2 separate regions of the Xenopus laevis genome follow, and region 2 is linked to region 1. The links are chromatin contacts, called in public Hi-C maps. All regions are on one chromosome and are shown on one strand. The core of a region is the stretch at or near the end of the contact, and the rest is flanking DNA. Distances in the headings are between cores, read along the strand shown. Region 1 overlaps LOC108701168 (a long non-coding RNA gene). Region 2 holds the start of rab40b.L (RAB40B, member RAS oncogene family L homeolog).

The links. Hi-C and Micro-C count contacts between places; a contact is called where the count stands out from the background.
Region 2: a contact with region 1 is called in a Hi-C map of the XTC cell line, with 3 times the contacts expected there. The contact joins the promoter of rab40b.L here to the enhancer-like site in region 1. A contact is called at or near these places in 2 of 4 Hi-C or Micro-C datasets (the XL177 cell line and the XTC cell line).

What each region holds. Positions count from the first base shown.
Region 1 is chr9_10L:50,897,696-50,903,556 of Xenopus_laevis_v10.1, forward strand. It overlaps LOC108701168 (a long non-coding RNA gene), which reads left to right. Exons shown (of 2, transcript XR_001933114.2): 1 at 1-1,685; 2 at 5,068-5,861. Among protein-coding and RNA genes, the nearest start is that of LOC108701168, 3.1 kb to the left of the region's middle. Within about 2 kb of position 3,621, at least 1 of the 7 cell types and tissues checked has an H3K27ac peak or open chromatin away from gene starts, as enhancers often do.
Region 2 is chr9_10L:51,020,050-51,025,378 of Xenopus_laevis_v10.1, forward strand. It overlaps rab40b.L (RAB40B, member RAS oncogene family L homeolog), which reads right to left and starts at 2,875. Exons shown (of 7, transcript NM_001093844.2): 1 at 2,838-2,875; 2 at 1-133. The coding sequence starts at 9.

The DNA.
Region 1 (5,861 bases), core at 2,371-4,870:
ACCGGAGCAATGGGGATTGCGCACGGAACATTTTAAAAATCTAGCTACTTACACCCAACAACAATTGGGGACTATCTTGATGAGGTCACATTTCCCAGACTGTTGCAAAACGAGGCAGCTGCATTGGATGCTCCAATTACTCTGCAGGAGGTTCGAGAGGCGATAGCTGCTCTTCCGCAGGGCAAAACACCAGGCCCAGACGGGTTTCCCGCAGCATGGTATAAACTTCAAATCGAAAATATATCTGGGCATCTCCATCAAACTTTCCTCGATGCAACAGTTCAAGGGTCCCTTTTTTAAACTAAAGGTTAGTGGCAGATCGGGAGATGGGGAAGTCCGTTCGTTTGTCCGATACTGCAGGTAAACCTGCACATCTATTGCCACCTTAAGGCTAGATGGGAAAGTAGGACAGGATGGAGACAATAAGACAAGATCTCCTAAGGCAATATGGTGACACTATCACTACCTGCCCAGTATAAATTTAATTTAATATCAATGGTGATGAAGATAAGGCAGCTATTTCATTGCCCCTAAAAAAGATGCAAAACCTAGTTGTTGAAGTACATATTTTACTGTGTAAACTACACCTTGGTTGCTAGGCTGACTTGCACCCAGGAACTCCCAATCAATTTGTTTTCCCATTGCAACCGTACGAACCACAGGTCACATGCAGTTTCTCTTTTCAAGTATGTAGGGCAGAAAGGCAAATCGTTACATTAAAGATACAAACTGAAGACAAATTATATATTATATTTCTGATTCCATGTCCATATAATGGTAATGTTTGCCACCCCTTTAATTCTTTTTGCCTTAATTCTCCTTGCTACTGCTAGGATACTGAATTATAAGACACTGCCACTTTTGTTTTTATAGGGGGTTAAAGTGCCACCTAGCCTTCCACAGGTACTAAATGTAGATAATAATTTACTGGTGACGGAGAGACACGGCTTCTTTGGACTTCAAAAAATCTGGTTTTTCAGGCTTGGAACTCTATAACCAGTCGGGTGACGTTACAGCCCAAGGTGTATTGACCTCGCCATGCAGTCGTATTGTTATACAAGGTGTGGACTATTTAAAGAGCATCAATTCGTGTCATGAGACAGTAACAAGCAGGAGCCGTGGGAGATGTGACCGCTCACCTCTCAACAGATCATCTCACTCCCTTTGGCTCTTATTACATTTAGACCCACGATGAAGTTTGGAAAAGTGATTGGTCGCTGCTCGTTGCTCTTCATCATCGCCATCATATTTGATGTTGCCGGGATTATTCTGCTTCTCATCGGGATATTTGCCAGCCTTGCTGCCTTTGACTTTTATATATACACAGGCGCCCTTATCATTGCTCTGAGCCTAGTCTTGTGGATGCTGTGGTACACTGGCAATGTAGAGCTTTCCAACAAGGATCTAGAGCTCATGCTGTAACCTATCAGATATTTCATTTATTATAGGGGGACACTAGTTCCTTTCTAACAACAAAAACTTAATGGACATTTCATGTTTGTCCCCCAAAAATTGATTGCTAGAAAAATACAAACATTTGAACACTTTCACTATTATTCTGATAAAATCTGTGAATTCAGGATTATTTGGTGACACAGGAAGGGTGTTTGTTAATTGCCCCCCTTCTCCCATGGCACACACAAGGCTGAAGAAAAGGACAACTGGCATTAAATGGCTTTTTGAAGGTAGGAATGGGGGCTGCAAATATATTTGCCAGTATGGAATAGATAAGTCATGAGACCAAAGATGGGGATTCATTTAATTGTAGTGTTTGTATAGAGAGAAGGATTTTAATTGTGTGCTAGTTAACTCAATTAATTGTGAGATGGTGTGTATAATAAGGCAATGTGATGTCGGGGAAGGTGAGATAGTGACAAGGTAGGTAGTGGGACAGGTAGAGATGGGCGAATCTGACATGTTTCACTTTGCCAAAAAATCGCGAAACTGCATTAATTCACCAAACTGTATTAAAGGGGAACTATCGCGAAATGAGAATTTAATATAAGCTTCATCATTCTGAAATAAGAAACTTTCGAAATACAATCAATTAACAATTCTGTACTCTTTCTGAAATAATCAAGTTTATCTTCACTATCCCTCTCTCTGCATCTGTTTCTCTTCATGCAGCAGTTGGGTCTCAGATATTCAGTGACAGTTAGATCCAATATATCTTATAGGGGGGGCTCCTTTTGCCTAGAAGATGTACTAGAGCTCACTCTATTAAAATCACAAGACATCATATGTCTCTCTACATGCAGGATTTGTGCAAAAGGCAGTTATTTTGTTGAATTTTGTTTGCACTGGAATCAGTTATTTGTATGAGTTCTAATTCATCTGCTAGAAAAGGAAGCCCCCCTATAAGATATATTGGATCTAACTGTCAATGACGATCTGATACCCAACTGCTGCATAAAGACAGAATGGAGAGAATCAGATGCTGAGAGAAGGATAGTAAACATAAACTTGATTATTTCAAAAACAGTACAGAATATTTAATTGATTGTTTTTACAAAGTTTCTTATTTCAGTATGCTTAAATTGTAATTTTTGCGACAGTTCCCCTTTAAAGTTTATGGGAGTCAAATTGTTTTGTGGCACAACAATTTTTTTCACCCATTGAAGTCTATGGGCCACTTTTTTGTGGAGAAAATTTGTAAAAAATTTAGCTCATCACTAGCTACAGGGGGGATTTATCCAGTGACGAAACTGTAATTGGTGCAAGGGATGCAATTGCACCCAAGGGGCCCACAGGGATTTTTTTTTATAAGATCACACCACAGTATGAATTTTTACATGGGTGCGTGGTGGGGTAGGGCTCAGTACCAAGATATGCCACAGGGCCCTTGGCACTGTAGTTATGCCACCGGATGTCCTGTTCTGTCCACACAAACAGCAATGTGATCAGTATATACAGAATTAATACATGAAGTGAGGGGTGTTACTATATAGGAAGCCCCCAGAAAGTATAGGGGTCTAGTGACAGTTTCAGTATATGTTTCTGACATTTATTTTATTCCAAAAGTTTGGGGGGGCATTGAAATAATTATACTTTGGGGCCCAGTAACTTCTATTTATTCCACTGACCCCGAAAGTACCCTGCTCATGCGGAGTACATAACATCTTTTAGTATTTGTAGTTTTTGCAACTGAAAGCTTCCCCTTTAGAAATGGTCTCAAGGAGACACAGTTAAAGGGCAGGTGAGACAGCAGGTCAAAAGTGAGACAAACTATACAATTATGTAACCATTATATACTAAGTTTAGATACATTGTTTGAGCTTACCGCTGTATACGGTGGGCCCGGGTGCACACGCCCCAGACCTTCAGCAAGGGGAGCAAATACCAGGAAACTTCAAAATAGGCTGGCAAAAGCCTGGACCCACGAAATAGTAGAGACGGAGTCAGATTGTAAAAGGGTTAAAAAGGCTTACATTTTATTTTCCATAATTAAGAACCAAGGCTGATGCGTTTCGCGTCTACCAGGGATCTGGTAGACACGAAATGTGTCAGCCTTGGTTCTTAATTTACAATCTGACTTCGGCTCTACTATTTCGTGGGTCCAGGCTTGTGCCAGCCTTTTTTGAAGTTTGAAGTTTCCAAAAGTGAGACAATATAGATTTCTCTGGAAGGAACTTCAGTTACATGTGAATAGTGAGAGAGAGAGAGGGTGTAGCCTTTAAGTGCACAACCTGGGGAGTAACATGTCAATAGGATTCAACCAAATAAAAGAAACTCTGAAACAATGAAAGTTTCGCCATGTTTATTTACCCATTAGCTGTTACATCCTGCATATGACGTTTAACTCCTTCCTTAGGCCATGGGTACACTGAGTGTAGGCTTCTCTGCTTTCAGCCTACGTATTTTTGCAGGCTGAGAGAAGCGAAGCTGCTCCATGACCCTGCTCCATTTACATTTAGCTGAGCTGCTTCAGCTTGCATTCGCTCACACGAAGGGCTGGATTTACATAGTGGGCGCCCCTAGGCCAACTGCCGTTCGCCGCCCCTGTCCCCTCCCCTTTATTTGTGCAAATTTTCATCATCTGGACTGGAGCAATGGGGATTGTCGCACGGAAAATTTTAAAAATTATTGTATCTCCAGCGCATCCCCAGTGTTTTTGAACCAATGTGGGTGTGGTTGAGCAGCATGTCGCAGATCTGTGGAGACCCGTTGGCATTAGAACACCTAAAATGTAAAAGTATGGTCCTCTTCTGGTGAGATTTTCTAACCTTCACTTAAACCACATTAAGTATTGTAACTAAAGGTTCCTGGGCCTTCCCCCCCCCCATAGTGTTACTCCCACCCCACACTAGTGAATGTTCCAAAAGTGCAGGTAGTAGGGAGGGTGTGGGTAAGATGTGGATCATTTCTGGCCACCCTGTCACATCCAGGGGGCTGCTAATGACAAATTAGGCCACTGTGCTCATTTGATCAGATTTTTACCCAGATATTTGGGGGGGAGCCACAGGGAAAACCCGAAACACAGGCCAATAAGTTGCTGATTGCGTCTAGAGGGGCTGAATTTACAGCTTTTATCGGCCTGTGCATGGCCAATTTAAGGATATAGTTGTCTATCCCCACCCCCTTTTTATGTCCGGTAATGAAATCCTTCTCTCTAGTAAATTGGAGATCACATTTCTACCAGTAAAAGGGCATGAAATATAACACCCTCACACCCAGCTCTGTCCCAATGATCTTACTCTGGATTTATTTTATTACTTATTATTGTCTGATGGGATCACTTGACTGCAGGATCTAGAAAGGAAAGCAGCACATTAACTTGGTACCATCCAAAACATTGTGCAGGGCACACTGGTTACTCTTCTGCAGCAAAACCTTAGCCACAGGCATCACCAGCAACAGTGTAATAAATAAAGTAGTTCTAAATCTCATTGGACAGTAGCTGTGTTTCAGGGAGTAATCAGGGTACATAATATCTTTCAGTATTTGTAGTTTCTGCAACAGAAGCTTCTCCTTTAGAGATGCTTTTAAAAAGACAAAATCCTTCCAAACCTTATGTAATTCGATGATATCAAGAACAAGCTCATAAACATTTTACTTTTCTCTTTGTAGAAGAAATGGCAGATACTACGTAAGATGTCTCATGGGCAACACAAGTTGGACTGATACCCAAAACACTGGAGAGATTATTAATCATGGCAACATCGGGTCATCCATTTGGTCACAAGCTGGTCTGCATTAGAACATTCTCCTGACTAAATCTGAAACATTCCGTTGATGTTCCTCGCATGACCTCATGTGTCAATCCTTCATCTCTGAAGTGAGAAGAAGGATTGACAATAACTGTGATAATCTTATAGTACAACATGGATAAACTCATCACTAAGAACGTTCCAAGATTGTTGGAGAACTGGTTGCTTTATGGACTGCTATGCACTTTTCTCTCTATTACCCTGATCTTCTTGTATAAAAGGACCCTTTTGAATATCTCTGATGTGACCTACCTCACTCTGAAAATCTAAATATGAAGGATTTAGGACAATGAAGACACCCAAATCATGTGTGCATGTCTGAGGACTCTACATTTCTCATGTGACTTCTTTAATAAAATACCATGTTAGTATGGATGACATGGCAGATATCACTTCCATTTTTAGGGTATTGTTATAAAAAGCACTAATCTTGTCAAGGTCTATAAACCTTAATAGCAGCAACCAATCGGGTATTGTTTTTAACACCTAACCAGCAAATGCTACCTGCTGAGTGGTTGCTATGGGTTATTAAACCAGTAGCAAACTTTGCACCTTTTTTACATTACCCCCATGCATAATGCTCAGAGCAGTTTTTTAGGGTAGATTACAGAGGGCATTTATCCTGGGCACACTAGCAACATAGGCAGGGCCGTT
Region 2 (5,329 bases), core at 1,625-4,124, 120 kb after region 1:
GTGGGTCATCCTCTTCTCAGAGATGCACGCGGTTATAGGCCTCCTCTGTCAGCCCATCATAGCAGAGGCATGCAAATAATTTCACAAAAGCAATATGGCTGGGAAACTCATGTCACGGTGTGCTGTTCAGCTGGAGGGAAAAACAAGGAGGAAACAACTGTAAGCAGTAGTCCTACACTGCTTAATGGTTGAGGTACAAGCTATCATTATAACAAAGCATTCTGTCACAGATCCTATCCGATCCCCATTGTTAGCATCAGTCCTGCCCTGCTTTATGGCTGAGATTCTAGCTATCTTTATAACAGAGCATTCTGTCACAGTGACACAGATCCTATCTGATCCCCATTGTAAGCAGCAGTCCTGTCCTGCTTTATGGCTGAGATTCTAGCTATCTTTATAACAGAGCATTCTGTCACAGTGACACAGATCCTATCTGATACCCATTGTAAGCAGCAGTCCTGCCCTGCTTAATGACCGAGACAAATCATTTTGTAATGGGATACAAAAGAATTAGAGATCCTAACAAGATTAATTAACAAACTGATTTAAGATAAGAATACAAAAATGGACTGAGAAAACCCAAAACCAAACCAATATTACTTAAAGGGGTGGCTCACCTTTAAAGGGATACTGTCATGGGAAAAAAAAATTTTTTCAAAAAGAACCAGTTAATAGTGCTGCTCCAGCAGAATTCTGCACTGAAATCCATTTCTCAAAAGAGCAAACATATTTTTTTATATTCAATTTTGAAATCTGACATGGGGCTAGACATTTTGTCAATTTCCCAGCTGCCCCTGGTCATGTGACTTGTGCCTTCACTTTAGGAGAGAAATGCTTTCTGGCAGGCTGCTGTTTTTCCATCTCAATGTAACTGAATGTGTCTCAGTGAGACATGGGTTTTTACTATTGAGTGCTGTTCTTAGATCTACCAGGCAGCTGTTATCTTGTGTTAGGGAGCTGCTATCTGGTTACCTTCCCATTGTTCTTTTGTTTGGCTGCTGAGGGGGAAAAGGGACGGGGTGATATCACTCAAACTTGCAGTACAGCAGTAAAGAGTGATTGAAGTTTATCAAAGCACAAGTCACATGACTTGGGGCAGCTGGGAAATTGACAATATGTCTAGCCCCATGTCAGATTTCAAAATTGAATATAAAAAAATCTGTTTGCTCTTTTGAGAAATGGATTTCAGTGCAGAATTCTGCTGGAGCAGCACTATTAACTGATTCATTTTGAAAAAAAAAATTTTCCCCATGACAGTATCCCTTTAAGTTAGCTTTCAATATGTTAAAGGATTGCAAATTCTAAGCAATTTCAAATAGTCTTCATTTTTTCTTCTTTATAGCTTTTGAATTATTTGCCTTCTTTTTCACTTTCCAGCCTTCAAATGTTACTGATCCTATCTAAAAACAAATGCTCTGTAATGCATCCAATTTATAGTTATTGCTACTTTTATACCTCATCTTTACACTGAGGCTCTTTCCTATTCATATTCCAGTTTTTTATTCAAATCAATGCACGGTTGTTAAGGTAATGTGGACCCTAGCAACCAGATTACCGATATTGCAAACTGGGAAGCCGTTGAACAAAATGGTAAATAACTCAAAAACCACAGACAATAAGAACAATGAAAACCAATTGCAAATGGTCTCAGAATATCACTCTCTACCAGGGTCGGACTAGGGGGCTCAGGCCCACCGGGACTAATGTCCAGGGCCCCCTCTGACCCACTGCCTGCATGAAGGCGTCGCTTGGTGCTCCTAAATCCATAGGTGCCTAAAAAAAACTTCCCCCCCCCCGAATTTGATTGGGAAAGGGTCGGGGCCCACCGGGCCAGTCCGACACTGTTCTCTACATCATACTAAAAGTTAATTTAAAGATGAACCCCTGTAATGAAAGTGCACTGCTGGTGTGGCTTGACCTTGTAATACTATAATATCCCAAAAGTACAGTTATGCCCAGTCCATACAGCACTAAACTCAGCTCAGGCCTTGCCTCACAAGGAATTGAAATCATGCCTATTATTATGGCTTGGCCTGACATATGGTTTGGCATTCAGGGCAGAGCAGGGAGTTGTATTCTATGTACAGAAGGGTAACATACAGCTTTACTGTTACGTCTTGCTCTACTGTCACTATCTAACCCTACTGCCACCAACTAACCCTACTGATGCCATCTTGCTACATGAGCAGGTGAAGTATGAATATGAGCATACTGTATGTATGTGTAAGTGCAGTATGTGTGTGTGTATGTATGGTATGTATGTGCCTGGTATGTATTTGTATGTGCATGGTATACAAGTATATATGGCATGTATGTGTAGGCACATGGAATGTATGTGTGCATAGTATGTGTGTAGATGTGTGTGCAAGGGATGTATGTGTGTATGGGATGTATGTGTGCATGGGATGTATGTATGTGTGTGTGCATGGGATGTATGTATGTGTGTATGCATGGGATGTATGTAGGTGTATAGTATGTATGTGTGTATGGTATGTGTGTGTGTATGTGTGGGATGTATGCAGGTGTATGTGCATGGCATGTATGTAGGTGTATAGTATGTATGTATGTATGTGCATGATATGTGTGTGTGTATGTGTATGTATATATATATATATATATATATATATATATATATTATATGTGCGTGTTGGGGGGGAGGTGTACATGTGTGTATGTTCTAGTGAGTGTGCACATGCAGTTATATAAGTGAGCACACAAATACCACCCCACCCCGCCGTGCTGCAGTACATGGACCCTATAGAGAGCTCTGAATGTCCTACAGTTTAAACACGGCAAATTAACCCCCGATCACTTCCATACACCAGGGACCTACCTGTTATCCACCTCCAGCGCCAGCCTCGCTACAACCTGCTCTGAGAACATTGCTGGACTGCGCTCGGTATGACAGCTCCTCTCCCGCCTCTCGTCAAATCTCATTGGTCGCTAGCTCAGTTGCTAAGGAATCGGCCCCATGTAATTGGCTGCTCCAATCATCCATCATAGGAGGGGGGTGTTCCTTCGGCGACTCTGTTTCTCCTCCAGGTAAAGGAAAAGCAGGAGTGGAAAATGCGTACGAGGGCGTGGTCATGGTGGGAAAGAGGCGTGTCAAGTGTTGTTTACAAACGCGTGCTGGAATGTAGAGCGCGCATGCCTCATAACATACTGGGGATTGACTCCCGAATAACTCTATGGTTTAGTTCAGCTGTGGTCCTAAACGTTTAATTTCTACCTATCTAACCTGTGATCCAGAACAATTACCGTCTTATTTACCTACCGTCCTACTCACCAGCATGTGATTCAGTCAGAACACGCATAGTCTTATTCCTGGAGCCTCTAAACCAGGGGTCCCCAACCTTTTTTACCAGCGAGTCACATTCAAATGCAAAAAGAGTTGGGGAGCGACACAAGCATGGAAAAAGTCCCTTGTGGTGCCAAATAAGGTCTGAGATTGGCTATTTGATAACCCCTATGTGGCCTGGCAGCCTACACCAGGCTCTACTTGGCACTATACTTAGTTTTTATACAATTAAAACTTGCCTCCAGGCCTGGAATTCAAACATAAGCACCTGTTTGGCAGTACACTGAGAGCAACATCCAAGGGGTTGGAGAGCAACATGTTGCTCATGAGCTACTGGTTGGGGATCACTGCTCTTAACCAAAACACTTACGGCCCTACCCACTCAGCTTCTGCTGCAGAACACCTATTGTCCTAGCTATCAAGCTTCTTATCTAGAACTTCACCCAGCTTCAACTGCAAAACACATATCATCCTATCAACCCATCATCTTCTTCAGAACTCAGACCTTACTATCCAGCATATAGTTAGATAATTACATAGTTAAATTGGGTTGAAAAAAGACAAAGTCCATCAAGTTCAACCCCTCCAAATGAAAACCCAGTATCCATACTCCCTACTTTTAATTAAATTCTATATACCCTAACCTATACTAACTATAGAGCTTAGTATCACAATAGCCTTTGATATTATGTTTGTCCAAAAAATCATCCAAGTCATTCTTAAAGGCATTAACTGAATCAGCCATCACAACCTCACTGTCCTGACTGTGAAGAACCCCCTACGTTGCTTCAAATGAAAGTTCTTTTCTTCTAGTCTAAAGGGGAGGCCTCTGGTACGGTGATCCACTTTATGGGTAAAAAGGTCCCCTGCTATTTGTCTATAATGTCCTCTAATGTACTTGTAAAGTGTAATCATGTCCCCTCGCAAGCGCCTTTTTTCCAGAGAAAACAACCCCAACCTTGACAGTCTACCTCATAATTTAAGTCTTCCGTCCCTCTAACCAATTTAGTTGCACATCTCTACACTCTCTCCAGCTCATTTATATCCCTCTTAAGGACTGGAGTCCAAAACTGCACTGCATACTCCAGATGAGGCCTTACCAGGGACCTATAAAGAGGCATAATTATGTTTTCATCCCTTGAGTTAATGCCCTTTTTTATGCAAGACAGAACTTTATTTGCTTTAGTAGCCACAGAATGACACTGCCCAGAATTAGACAACGTGTTATCTACAAAGACCCCTAGATCCTTCTCATTTAAGGAAACTCCCAACACACTGCCATTTAGTGTATAACTTGCATTTATATTATTTTTGATATAGAATACTTTCCCACCTACCCTGCATATGATATTGAATACTTCCCACCTACTCAGTTTATGATATAGAATACTTTCCTACCTACCCAGCATTTGATATAGAATACTTTCCCACCTCCCTGGCCTTTGATAAAGAATATTTTCCCACCTACCCAGCATATGATATAGAATACTTTCCCACCTACCCAGCGTATGATATAGAATACTTTCCCACCTACCTAGCCAGCCTCAGAGTGCCTACTTATCTTCTAGAACACATGCTAATGTACATTTGACCCAGAACACTTGCTATACCAGCTTCTCATTCTTACACATTCGCTCCCAGTGTTCTGATATGAAACAATTAACCAGGCTCCAACCTCCCAGCCAGTGTAGGACTGGCCCACAGGATACCAGGAAAACTCTCGCTGGGCTCAGTTGTCAGTGGGTCCTCTTGCTTCTAACCATTTAGCCTATTTCATAGTCACTCCCTATTTATTTATGGGAAAACATGCTTAATAATGGAAGAATATAGTAAGTAGATATAAAATGCTAGAAGAATAAAGAGGTTGAGTGAGGAGAAGAGTTTGGAAAGTGGGCCCACGGTCTAAGGTTTTCTGGTAGGCCCCTGGTATCCCAGTCTGTGACTTATCCTAAAAACAGAAACATTCATCAAAATTTTCAGTTCTGCCATGCTCTTGTTTATGGAAATAACAGTAGAAAAAAACCTAATCAA